Linked DNA regions of Hordeum vulgare: regions 1 and 2 are each linked to region 3. Evidence: chromatin contacts called from public Hi-C data. All regions are on one chromosome and are shown on one strand. Each heading gives the region's core, a stretch centred on a gene start, on an enhancer-like site or on the middle of the called end of the contact. The rest is flanking DNA. Distances are from core to core; before and after follow the strand shown.

Region 1 (4,550 bases), core at 1,002-3,501, 140 kb before region 3:
GTCCAAGGTACTGTACGACGAGAAGCATTCGCATTCCCATTTAGCCAATTAACCGCCGGGCTTATCTTTTGCGCGCGAGCCAGCATGCAAGTGGATTCGACGACGACGACGGCCACATCGCCCGTGGCCTCGGAGCGGACGGATGATTGGGTACACGCACGGGAAACGGTTGGATTCCTGCGAGGCCCCATGCTCGCTTCTCCGCTTCAAGATCTACAAACAATTTGAATCTCAACCATGACATATATACAAGACCAGCCAACGATCAGAAGGGGAATAATTCATTTCAATCAGCAGCACACAATCAGATTTACCAATCAACTCGGTCTCGGCACACCTCTCGCCCTCCGGTCCATCGTCCCCTAATCGCTAAACTGTATCACGGCGATCACGCATCAGGTGACTATGTATGTACAAACTACAGATGCATGCCTCCTACTAGCAGTTTGATATCACACCCTAATCAAGATTAATCAGCACTCCCCCTCGCTCACAGGCCATCATTATGCCTTGCACGCATCAACAACAAACACACACACGACGATCCTCCTCCTCCTCGAATCGTCGCCGGCTAATTAACCCAATCCTTAATCCAAGTTAATGAAGCAAACTAATCAATCCACCGGCTAGCACCAACCAAATTAATTAACCATCTATGGCTACCACCAAAGCAAACGGCCGGAGACGATCCTGTCCATCGGGTAGATGGATGGATGGATGGATGGATTTCAGATGGATCTACCACATGTTGGAGAAGTCCATGGGAGGCTCGCCCCGGCACAGCTGCTCCAGATCGACGTACGACCGCGACGACGGCATCATCGGGAACGAGGTGTCCGCGGCGCCGGCGAGCGCGCCCGTGTCGAAGAAGCCGAGCGAAGGGGTCTGCAGCAGCGCCGACGATGACGCCGCCTCCGGCTTGCAGTGCCTGCGGATCGCCGCCTGCTGGTCCCCGCCCATGGCTCCCTGCAGGTAGGGCGAGTACCCGGCGCCGCCGCCGTGGTTGCCGCTGCCCGTCGTCGCCGGCATGAAGAAGTAGTTGGGGCTCTGCATCTGCTGCTGCGTCACCGGCGGCTCCGTCTTGATGGTCAGCTGCTCCGTGTCCGGCTCGAGCGGCAGGGCCGCGCTGGAGGTCGAGCTCGACGCGGCGGCGAAGTCGTCCGCGCCGGAGGGGGAGTCCATGAGCATCGGCAGGTCGGGGTTGTTGAGGAAGTCGTCGAGAAAGGCGTACGGGTCCTCCATGGCCCCGGCGGCCGCCGGCGGTGGCGGCACTTGCGGCGCATTCTTCGCCGCCAAGTCTTTGTCGAACACCCGGCAAACAGCCCAATCGTTCTGCACGCACGCACGCAACAGGCAAGGCAAGGGTGAGCGAGGAAACAACACGAGGAAAATAAGAAGCAGGAAACAAATCCGGTGCGCGGTCCAGCCGGCGGCATCTCCGGACGCTCCGGCGGCTCGATCGATCGATCATCGACACGGCCGGCCGGAGACGGAGCCAAAATCGAATCTTGCGGTACCTTGGCTGAGCGGTGGAGGCGGTGGGGCAGCTGGCCCTCGAGGCGGTACTCGTGCATGACGTAGGGCGTCTTATCGCCGCGGGGGGCGCGGCCGGTGTAGAAGACGAGCGTCTTCTTCATGCCGACGAGCACGGCGTCCCGGCCCTTGCCGCGGAAGATCTCCTTGTCCTTCCCCGTCGCCTTCCAGTAGCCGCGCTCCGTGGCCCGGTTGGTGCGCGTCCCCGTCGGGTACTTGCGGTCCTTGTGCACGAAGAAGTACCACTCCTTCTCCCCCATCTTCGCCTTCCCTGCAAAACCACCGCCATGAGCCTCCCTGCCTGCAAACCCGATCGAACCGGAGGAGGAGGAGCAGTAGTACTCACCGGGGAGGTCCCACGGCTCGGTCTTGTTGAGGTCGACGTCGGCGATCACGAGGCAGGAGAAGGAGTTGTTGACGGCCTTGGGGGTGAGGTAGTGGGTGACCACCTCCTCATCGGTCGGGTGGAACCGGAAGCCCGGCGGGAGCGACAGCCGCGGCTCCTCCGCCCCCAGATCCATCACCTCCGTCACGTCCGACATGGTCCCGCCCTCTCGACCGGATCTTCCGGCTATGGCTTGCCTTGCTATGCTCAGGATGAGCTCGGGAGCTGAGGAGGAGGAGGAAGAAGAAGAAGAAGAAGAAGAGCTCTAGATATGTCGAGAGATGATTTCTTTCTGATTGATCCGACGCTTTGGGCTTCAGAAGACTGGGATGGAGCGGCGCTCTGGGGGTGGCTTTATAGCTTCGGAATGGCGTGCGTGGGAAGACAACTTCCGGCCAGAGCCGCGCGCCCCGCTAATTTACTCACTTTTTTACTGCTACTAGTACGAGTACTAATCTATGGTGATTAACTGCACTGTAATAATCCAACGGCGGTAAATCGAAGCTGCTGCCGGCTAGGTTGCCAATGAGTAGTACTTGCAGATAAACATTGCCTAATCATCTGCTGCCCGGCTAATCTGCCAACTCTATTTCTCTCTCTCTCACACACGTACGCACGCGCCGTTAGCTGCCAATGATTATGTACCACATGGAGAAGGTTTGAACGGAAGTGACGGTGCCGGTGGTACGCAGCACGCTGCGGCACACGTCGGCTTCCCTGCTGTTTTTGTGTGTGATCGAGCCTCAGCCGCCGATGATTCGTCCCGGAATTCGCCTTCTGCAGTGGCCACGATAGATATCGGTAACCACGAGCGTTAACGTCCGGCCAAATTCCGGGCGAGGCCGCCGTCCAGACGCAGCCACACGAAATTCAGGGAAAACGCTGCGGCGAGTTCCGGGGCGAAAGCGTGCCGGCCTGCGTTGTCGAATCGAGAGGTTAAAATCTCAAGTGGTACAAATATCCTTTTCTCACCGAGCCCAGCTCGCCCGATCCTTGTCATGTGTCGCCGGCTGACACGTACGTTCGTGCGTGCGTGCGTGCGTGCCAGTACTGCACGGCGCACAAAACGGCACGTGAAAATGTACTGGTTTTAGGAAGCTGGTAATAAATCCAAATTTCACGCTTTGTGGTAAATTCCAAATGTTCGACTGTGCAAAACACTGTATATACTCTCTGTTTCTAAATACTTGTTGTTGGGGGAGCTAGATTAGTTTTTTAACAATAAATAATAGTATTACGGTACAGAGGGAGTATATTCCAATTACATTGCGCTAGGAGGATGATGCGCTGCGAACCCGCGAAAACTGATACTAGTATATACTTGGCCACTAAGTAATGTGAAGAGGATAATACCGCGGAGAAATTATGTCATTAATGTTGAGCTTATGGACCTGGACGCGTATGATGCTCGGGTCGGCCAGGAGATAGGTTTTGTTTATGTGCGCAGAGACTAAATCTTGAGTGCATTAAATGCACTTGGAATTAACTTTCCTATCTCATAATCAATTTGATTGAGGTGCAGTGCGCGCCACGGAAAATTCAGGCATGACGCGGAATGCTTATGTCAGGCGTTGCCTCTGCTGCCGTGGCTGGTCTAATCACAACTGACAGGAGTACCTGAAGAAAAAAAATGTGGATTTAGTTCAGGAAATTTTGTCATGAGTAAACTAGATACAGTTGCAGCCCATGCAGTTTCCTGGACGTTTCTTCGCCTGTCCATGAACCAGCTGCTCTTTTCTGGAGCTGAAATATTATCCCATTCGTACCTGTAATGCATCCTAGATTGTCAGTAGTACGAAATATAAAGATGTCTGTCTGAATTTTGTACTATGTCAGGTAATTTGCCAGCGTCGGAAAATGCAGCTGTGCATTGGCAGCAGTTTCCTCGCACACAGCAATTCAGAAACCAGTGGGTTCAGTTCAGATTCAGAACAATACCGTAGAAGATGACGCTGTACATGTATGCAATCAATCATCAACTGATGGTCGGTAATTAGCAAGCCCCTTTTTGCGGCTAACACTTCCATAATTTCCTGGAAAATTCAGTACTGGCAGTTCGTTGGCACACAAAATCCAGCAGTTTCCTCGCACACAGCAATTCAGAAAACGGTGGGTTCAGAAGAATACAGAAGAAGATGTATGATGCTATACATGCATGCATGCATGCAATTATCCGGTGATGGTCGGTAATTAGCACTTCCATAATTGCTCATGGGTTTGTTGGTAGAAGCTGCAGGACGGGGAATCTCGACCCGCAAATGTATGCGGCGTTGGTGGACCTGTTCGCCGGTCAGGGTCGCGTTATCAGTTTCCGGAAGCAGACAAGTCCTCCTCTTATCATTCCTCGACAGCAACACTGTACCTACGATCACGGATATATGGATTGGGATGAAAGTTTCGTCCGCCATTAATTTCTCCCAACGTGACATATAAAAACCCCACAGCATATGAGAGAGAGAGAGAGAGAGAGGGGGAGGGAGAGAGATTCTGTGGAAATGTTTTACTCCAAAGCCGGCCGGTTTTAAACGTGAGTATAGTATTGCATATATTGCCGTGGTCGGCCATGATCGTCGCCGGGCCGATGTGTTTTGCTTGGTCCCGAAGGGCAGAAACGAAATGCAGATGCATGGCC
Region 2 (4,414 bases), core at 1,250-3,749, 230 kb before region 3:
GCAATAACAATGTCTATGGTGTCCCTCTCCTGTCCACGGCTAAGCACATACATACACGGCCATGCTTGGGTTATCCGGTAATAAGTTTACATCGTCTCTGAAAATTATTGCAGATTTTATGTGATTCAGGTGCTCGAGGTAGGATATTCCAGGGTATGGTACTTTCTGGCAAACGGGACAGCAGCGTTGTCTATTTGAGGAAGATTTGTGGCGGGTCAAGGGGCTGGGCAAACGACGGGCCGTTGAGTGCCTTCGCTCACCACCTCTCTGCACTTATTAGGCAGCCATCACCGGGTCCGGGTCATGAGTCATGACACATCTGAATCTCAAACTTTTCGAAAGCGATTCATCACACAAGCACGCACATATATTTGGCTATGAACGGTTGCTTCAATTAGGCTAATAATCCAACACATGCTATCAAATACTAAAAATCAAACCCTTGCTTCTGAAACTGTCGAAAGGATTCGCTGCTGGCGACGTTATCTCTGCAACGCCCGGTGCGTGCGCCACCTGTTCACCGGCCGGGGAGGAGGAGGAGAAGCCATCACCCATCAGGATTACCAACTCTACACGTGTCACGCCGGCGGGAGAGACCAGCCCGGCATCCTCCGATGAGCCAGCAGCAGATTCCTGCCACCTGGCCCTGCTCGTTACGATAGGACTAGGACTGGCAGTAGCATTTCCAACGTTGATGGGGCTAAGCTCCGAAAGAAACACGCAACGGATCGAGTCATTTCAGCTTTTGGACTGACGACATTCGGTCGATGGAGCTAAGCTCCGAGAGAAACAGTGGTAGTCCAGCGGCAAAGCTGAAGAAGTGCCACGAGCAGAGACGGCCGGGACGAGTAGTGCCAAGGCCAGCAGTTGAGCGTTCCTCATCTCTCGAACTCTGAACTGAAGTAATACGATTAAAACATTGGTTGAACAGTCAATTGCTACACATGGTTTTTCTAGGGCTGCTGTTGCTTTAGCAATGAAACACATCATCACTATGTTACTCTTTGGATCTCCTAATTTTCTCTCTGTCGTTGGACGTCGATCAATTGCTTTCACGATCTTTTACACGCGCACCCTGCGTTTGACTGGACGCCAACACAAACTGCCCGTCATTACTTTTACAATGGCCTTCTGATTTACCATGGACAAAAGGATCACCTGACTGGACGTGGAGTATTTACACTCAGGCTCAAATGCTTCCCTTAAGGCCTTATTTGGTACTAGTGTTTTTAAGAAAATTGGTGGGGATAATCGGATGAAACTCCAACCTTCACCTAATCCCTTCAAATCCCCGTTTATCCCCAATCCATTAGGTAAGGGTAGTGTATTGTGTATTGAGAAAAATGCACTATAATTTAAAAATTTATGAGAAAATATGGAGATGAAACATGCCAAATACACTAGAACCAAATGATGTTATGAGATATGTGGGAATTTAGGGGTTTGATCGGGATAATCCCCACTAATTGCCTAAAATAAACTAGTAAGGCCTAAAGTACCGGTTACTCCTCGTGTTCCTGGCAAGGCCGGAACATGCGGGTGGATTGGGTGACGTTCTTGCATTTTCAGCATAGGCGAAGGTTCAAGGCGTCTTCGAGAAGGACAGTTATGCTGCCAGATATATCGGTGCTGATGGATCTTTTTTTTTAAACAATTCTGCGAAGCTTTATTAATTCGTTACTATATTTACACAGATGGATGTCAGATTTTTCGGATGACCCAAACATGGGTAAAAGCATGCTTCGTTAAATTGTGAGCTTTAAAATTAAAGCTCCTTCGTTTGTAAACGAACTTACAAGAATTAAAAAAAAACAGAAATGTCTAAGATTTCTTGAACTATCGTCCCATAGGTGGCCGAGGAACGATTCAGGATATCATTCACTAGTACCTCGTAATCTGAAGTAACCTGAACGTTTTGAATGTATAGATGATTCGCGAGCGCCAGCGCTTCTCTGATTGCCAAAGCTTTCAGGGTTGGTGGATCTGATATAAATCTGAAATCAAACGTTGAAGCTCCCAGGAAATTGCCCTCTTGACCCCTCGAAATCACCTCAACACACCCAAAACCATGTCTAGAAACAGATCCATCTGCATTGAACTTCGCAAAACCAAGTGCTGGAGAAATCCATTGTGGTATTTGTTGTGGAGAATTGTTGGCCCTAGCAGGGACAGATGTATGCTTGATCGCATTCAACTCCCAGAAATATGAATTGATGAAGTTGTGTACTGCTGCCGGCGACTGAAAAATGTCCTCATTAATTGTTTCCTCCTAGCTCCCCAGATTGCCCAGAGAGTCACCACGAGACGGAAAAAGTCATCTTCCGCCAATATTTCATGCAATGCAAAAATAAAATCCTTGGCAATGTCCTTCAGATGATTGCTCATCACCTGCACTAACTATTGGATACGGGCATGGTGTCGTGTGTTCTAGCTTGGGCCAAGACCAGAGGACAATGATGGGGGCCTGTGTTGAGGATATTAGCCATGACATAAGGCGGTCAATCCAGCCCGGGTCACGAAGACGTGGGCCTGAACGTAAGCCGGCCCGTGAAAGGCAAAGACCCACTTGCCTGGTTCGAAGGGAAAAATCTATTTGACACTCTGTGCGAAGCCCCGGGGCTTCGCACAGAGCGGGAGATCGATCGGGCTGCCTGGTTTTGTGAACCTTCTACAGGTTCCCAGCTGGTCTTTTCGGTTTTCGGAACCTTCCGTGTCGGGGCTTCTAGAAGGATCCCTGAACCGATTTTTTTATTTTTCATTTTTATTTATTATTTTCACTTTTTTTTCTGTTTCTGCTTCAAAAAATGTTCTGGATGTTCAAAAAATATTTTTAGATTTTCAAAAAATGTTCTTGATTATAAAAAATGTTCGCGCTTGCAAAATTGTTTTCAGTTTCCAAATTTGATCTCAAAATTAAAAATATTGTTCGCACTTTAAAAATTTGTTTGTGCTTCTAAATTTGTTTGAAGTTTTTAAAATGTATTCCTAGTTTCAAAAAAATTCTCGAGATTCAAAAAATGTCCGTGCTTCAAAAAATTGTTCGCGCTTCGAAATTTGTTCACGTTTTTTTAAATTGTTCTCTATTACAATATTTGTTCTCAAATTCAAAAAAATAATCATGCTTTAAAATTTTGTCCACGCTTGCAAATTTGTTCGAGTTTTTCAAAATTATTGTCCTTTTTAACAAATTTGTTCTCAAGATTCAAGAAATGTTCATGCTTTAAAAAACAGTTCGCGCTTCCAAATATGTTCACGTTTTTTAAATTGTTCTCGGTTTCAAAATTTGTTATCAAAATTCATAAAATGTTCATGCTTTAAAAATTTGTTCGTGCTTTCAAATTTCTTTGGGTTTTTTAAAAACTGTTCTTCTTTTTAAAATTTTGTTCTCAAGATTCAAAAAATGTTCGTGCTTTAAAAAATTGTTCACGTTTCCAAATTTGTTCACGCTTTTTAAAATTGTTCTCTGTTTCAAAATTTGTTCTCAAAATTCAAAAAATGTTCGTGCTTTAAAAATTTGTTCGCGGTTTTAAATTTGTTTGGGGTTTTTCAAAATTGTTCTCCTTTTCAAAATTTTGGTCTTAAGATTCAAAAAATGTCCGTGTACTAAAAAATTGTTCGCGCTTCCAAATTTGTTCATGTTTTTTTAAAATTGTTCTTCAAATTCAAAAAATGTTTTTGCTTCAAATAAAAAAATAAAAGAAAAAATGAACAGATGGCCTAAATTGGCGTAGGCGGTGCCGGCTTAAGAACAAACCTATCCCGATCAAGGGTAGGGGTCGTGTACGATACCGGCTTATTGTAAACCCAACGACTTGACCTAGAATATCAAGCGAGCCCCGAGTCATTCAAAAGGACAGATCCAGGTTAGAAGTCTCGAAGCATAGGTAGCGAGACAATATCCTTGTAATCAAGATCTGGACATCGAATAACAAAACACAAGCAGGAGTAGACTTTTACCTTACTTGAGGGATCGAATCTGGGTAAACTCGCTTCTCTCATTCCCGATCAACCCCATGCAAGGCTTCACCTAGCCGTTATGGCCTGCAACTAAGTTCTTCTATGAGAACACTTGCCATGACATCCCCACAACAGCCTGCTCGATAGTGACCGTTGGTAGTCACTGGATCGAGAAACACACACACACTCCCGGTCCATCGGGATTAGTTGAGGATTTAGGCATGGACGCTTCCTACGGTGGAGGCATTGACCCAGATTGAGTCGCTGATGTCAAGATAGGAGTGGATGGAGTGCGTCTGCTCTTCCAACCATGGTCGATGCATTGTGGATTTGGCGGTTAGCGGTGTCTGGGGACATGGATGCTGGGACGACGGCCTATGGTGGTGGTCCACATGGTTGGCTCTTCGGCGGGTATCATACAGTGATGACGGCTATGCCTCTTTGTCATGTGGCCGAC
Region 3 (4,149 bases), core at 816-3,315:
TCAGTCATCTTTTTAGCACGGTATGATTTTGGCTCTCTCTGTATGGTTGTTTCCTCTCGCTTTTCCTCTTGTCAAACTGGGTACTTGGGAGTAAGATAAAGCAGCCAGTTTTATCCTGACGTTGTTGGTTCAGACATTATTGGTGATTGTGAGAGCGCATCGAGTCAATGGTGTAGGTGACCTAACAGAGGGAACAAGTGTGCAATCACCTCTGAATCTAACGGCCCGTGACGGGACGTTCAGACTTTTTCCGACAGGTAAAAAAAGGAGGAGATGGTATTTTATCTCATCTCTTATTAGCATGATCGCCTAAAGACAGCGACGCTAATCATGCTTGCTACTACATGGATCACGTAACGAGGCTCGAACGTGAGCCTACCGGAACCTCGTGCCGACTTGCACCAATTATATGCCCGCTTAATCGTTCGGAGTTTCACTTATTTAACGTTGATTAAACCGTTGCTTGTTAGGATGTGAAAGCGGGTAGTAGTAAGTTCAGCGCTCGCACGCCATGGCACCGCCGTTTGTGATTTCCGGGCACTGCCATGCCGCCGCCGTTTGTGATTTCCGGGCACCGTCGTGGCACTGCCATGCCGCCAAGAGCGTTCGTACGGATGGAATCAGAGCGGCGGGCACGGCATATATGGCATATGTTTAACACAGTGTGCAGGGCGTCGGGGACTCTTGCTACTAGTAGCAGCTAAATAGGACGTGATTAGACGCGCGACAGGGATGTGCTGCATGCCCGTGCGTGGCTTGGTTAATTATACTTTACCTACTTGCAGTTTTCTTTGCTCGTTCTGTTTGTCAAGATGAAGGGAGGCATCTCTTTTTCTTTCATTTTGTTGCTCATTCGTTCAGGTTTTGATGGAGCCATATACATTACACGCATGCCCGTCTTCTTCCCCGCAGCTAGCTGGTAGATGCGGCAAGCCCTGTCGTCCACATCCACTTGACCAAATGGCACACGCCTGCCACGTACGTTTCACGGCCAAGGCACAACAGTATGGACCTAGCTATACTACGCACGTACGTGGTGCTCCAATGATCGATCATGCATGCTCCAAGGTTTCATGACTAGCGCTAGCTGTACTTCTTTTTTTTTTGGAAAAAGGAGGAACAATGCCCCCGGCCTCTTCATCAATCGATGCATTCAAACATATTATTAAGGAATATCAATAACAAGGTCTTAGGTCTATAATAGTCTCGTAAACTGAACAAAATAAGCAAATCTAAAGATGGATTATTCATCTGTCATTTCCGACAACACTAAAAAAGGCTACGATGCCTATACAACTAGCCTATTATTAGCCTGTCATCCAAATCGATCGAAGATAGTCCATGCGACCGTCTTCCACCGGTTGCATCCAATAGCCATAAGCTCCCTGGAACCCGCATGACTAAGTAACGACCACGTACGGATTCAAGACGTGACTCTGTAGATAACCTGTAAAAAATTAGTGAAGTTCTTGCCATTAAAGATCATATCATTTATGGTGTTCCATATAGCTCAAAAAACATCACTTATTCCAATTAGGATATGATTCGCTAGATGTACGTCTACTTCATTGAGCCACGTTTCAAATGGCGTATTAATGCTTGTTGGTGGATTAATGTCAAAGGCTATATGAATAATGCGCCATAATAATTTTGCATGTGGATAGTTCAGAAAGAGGTGTCTGATAGTTTCAATAACAACAAGTAGACTTGTCTATCCAACTTCGTCTTAACAAATTATCTTTGGTTAATACAACTTTTTTGTGTAGAAACCACATGAAAATTTAGCGCTAGCTGTACCTAGCCGCGGACCTGGTGTATCGGCAGCAGAGAACACGATGCTCGTCGATCGTTCCGGTCGAACATTGGCACGCACGCACGCATGCATCATGCATGGCATGGATGCTTGAAGCAAATACGATCGGTTTTGGAGGCTAGCGCGTGGGATTTATGGAGAAGAGATCGACGTCGACGTCCGGCAATAAATGCAATCATCCCAGACCTTTGCCCAAACCGTTGAGTGCATGGTCGAGGGATTGTCCACGTACGTACGAAGGTTGCAACTGTGCTGCCAGAAGTAGGACTCAACTTACGCACTGTAGCAAGGTCATCGTTTTCGTCTGTTCATGATTTGGACGGTTTAGTTGGTTCTCCTCTCTCGGTTTGCATGCTTCATGCATGCTGTCTTGTCTTGCATGCATTGCCATCACATACGGCATGTGTTTTCCCCCATGTTGATTTGTTCTTCACGAAGAAGCAAGAAGAGTGATCTTGCTCCTTCTGTCAGCGACATCCCTTACCACACACACAACATTTCCTACTCAGCAATGGAGTGGAGCAGATGCATATGCAGAGTTGCGTGGGGATAATGCAACGTTGGCTACGTGCCGAGGCTTGGTCGAACAGGTTCCGCGCGCGCCCGCATGCAGCTAGCGGTGGCCCTGCCCGGTGCAGCTAGCCTAGCACCTCACACGCCATGACGCCAACGACATGAGATGTTGCAGCACGCACAAGCCTCTCATGCATCCCCTCCCTGGCCACATGTCTTCCTGAGGCCGATTGATTAATTAAACTACTAATTAACTAACCATGTCGTCGTCGTCATGGGCACTATATATTTGTAAAGTATAGATAGATGGATCTTAAATTGTTGGTGCTTCACCAACACACTGAAGCAACAGCCCGGTCGATCGTTGCTATGCTAACACGAGAAGGCAAGCCGCCGGAATGACGCAGGCATGCATGCCGCGTGTACATCTCACTGAATCTACATCTATCTAACCCTACAATAGATATATCTAATATGCATTTTTCTTCCAAGCTGGATTCATGATGTACATGTAACAGACGATGGACGATGGCTATATATTGTAGGGTTGCTTGGCGCCGAGCATCCACATCCACATCCACGAGCTGCTAGATATATCTAATATGCATTTTTCTTTCCACATCCACATCTATATCTAACCCTACATTCCGCTGCTTGGCGCCGAGCTGTACTGGATCGACTTGTATCTGCATTGTGTGTACAACAGGGTAATACCAGCTGTCGTGCGTACCAGAACTAGAGAGCCACGTACAGTGGACACGTAGAGGCCGACGACAGGGACAGATATATGCATACGCTTGGTAGCTGCTTACAAGAACGTGAAAAACATATCCAGAGAAAATGTCTTCCGGCCTGGCCTTCAATTTTATAATCGAGAGATCCCGTCGATCGGGAGATGCCGGAAGAAGCATGGGAGATGAACAGCGAGTCCACGAGGCTGTCTACGTCAGCGCATCATTGGCAACGATGTTCAAACCGCGACGAAGACGCCTCCGGCCAGGAAATTCGATAGGAAACAAATAAAGAGTATTATGCGATTGCAAATGCACAAGAGCGGAAAATTGAAGAAAAAATACAGAGGAAGATGTGGGCGATCTCTCAGCCACAATCTGCTCATGAAGAGTATGATTTTTTTTTTAACAGTGTAGTATAAGGTGGTGTTTCTTTTCAAGGGACTAGACTTTTTTTTAGTCCCATGAACTAAAGAAAAAAGTCCCTTCAATAGAGTATTTTTCTAATCCCTTGAGAAAAAGTTCCTTCTGTTTCTTTACCTAGAAACTAAAAGAGACTTTTTTTAGTCTACTCCCTCTAAAAAAACACCACCTAATTGTTTTTTCTTCGACCTACGCGTGGCTTTTGACTCTGGTTTTGTTCCGGTGGCTTTGGGATTGCTCAGTCATAGGGGAAGAAATCGCCGCTCGGCTTGTTGATGCTGGCAACGGTGACACTTGTGAGTGTCGTCCCTTCCTTGGAGGCGTTGTCATGGTCTCTCTTCGTATCCATCTTCGAGCTTCAGAAAAATCTTAGATCTGATTTTTTAGATCAGATGACGGTGGCGCCATGGCGTTGTTTTCCTTCCTGGAGGCGTCGTCTTTCATGCTCGTGAAGCCCTCGGTGCTGGCTTCGTGGTTGTCTGACTTTACATTGTTAGGATTGCCTCTCTAGTTAGTGTGCTTAGAGCATCTCTAGCAGACCCCCTAAAAACGTAAATTGTAAAACTCAGATACGGGTTGAGAAAGGGTTTTCTAAAAGTTCATTTTAGCTACGCCCGAATAAAAACTGTAATACTGCGATAAAGTGCTCATTCCTCGGGTCCAGCGGCC

What was found. Hi-C and Micro-C count contacts between places; a contact is called where the count stands out from the background.
Region 1: a Hi-C map of leaf shows a contact between it and region 3, with 2.1 times the contacts expected there. The contact joins the promoter of LOC123424685 here to the enhancer-like site in region 3. A contact is called at or near these places in 2 of 6 Hi-C or Micro-C datasets (leaf and seedling).
Region 2: a contact with region 3 is called in a Hi-C map of leaf, with 6 times the contacts expected there. The contact joins two enhancer-like sites. A contact is called at or near these places in 3 of 6 Hi-C or Micro-C datasets (leaf and seedling).

Annotation. Positions count from the first base shown.
Region 1 is chr2H:36,269,241-36,273,790 of MorexV3_pseudomolecules_assembly, forward strand. LOC123424685 (NAC domain-containing protein 92-like) reads right to left here and starts at 2,252. Exons shown (of 3, transcript XM_045108349.1): 1 at 1,880-2,252; 2 at 1,518-1,804; 3 at 263-1,332. The coding sequence starts at 2,075. The coding sequence ends at 739.
Region 2 is chr2H:36,175,207-36,179,620 of MorexV3_pseudomolecules_assembly, forward strand. No RefSeq gene overlaps it. Among protein-coding and RNA genes, the nearest start is that of LOC123429435, 65 kb to the left of the region's middle. Within about 2 kb of position 2,500, at least 3 of the 3 cell types and tissues checked have open chromatin away from gene starts, as enhancers often do. A contact at or near this core is called in leaf, where this site is marked.
Region 3 is chr2H:36,406,461-36,410,609 of MorexV3_pseudomolecules_assembly, forward strand. No RefSeq gene overlaps it. Among protein-coding and RNA genes, the nearest start is that of LOC123424687, 41 kb to the right of the region's middle. Within about 2 kb of position 2,066, at least 2 of the 3 cell types and tissues checked have open chromatin away from gene starts, as enhancers often do. A contact at or near this core is called in leaf, where this site is marked.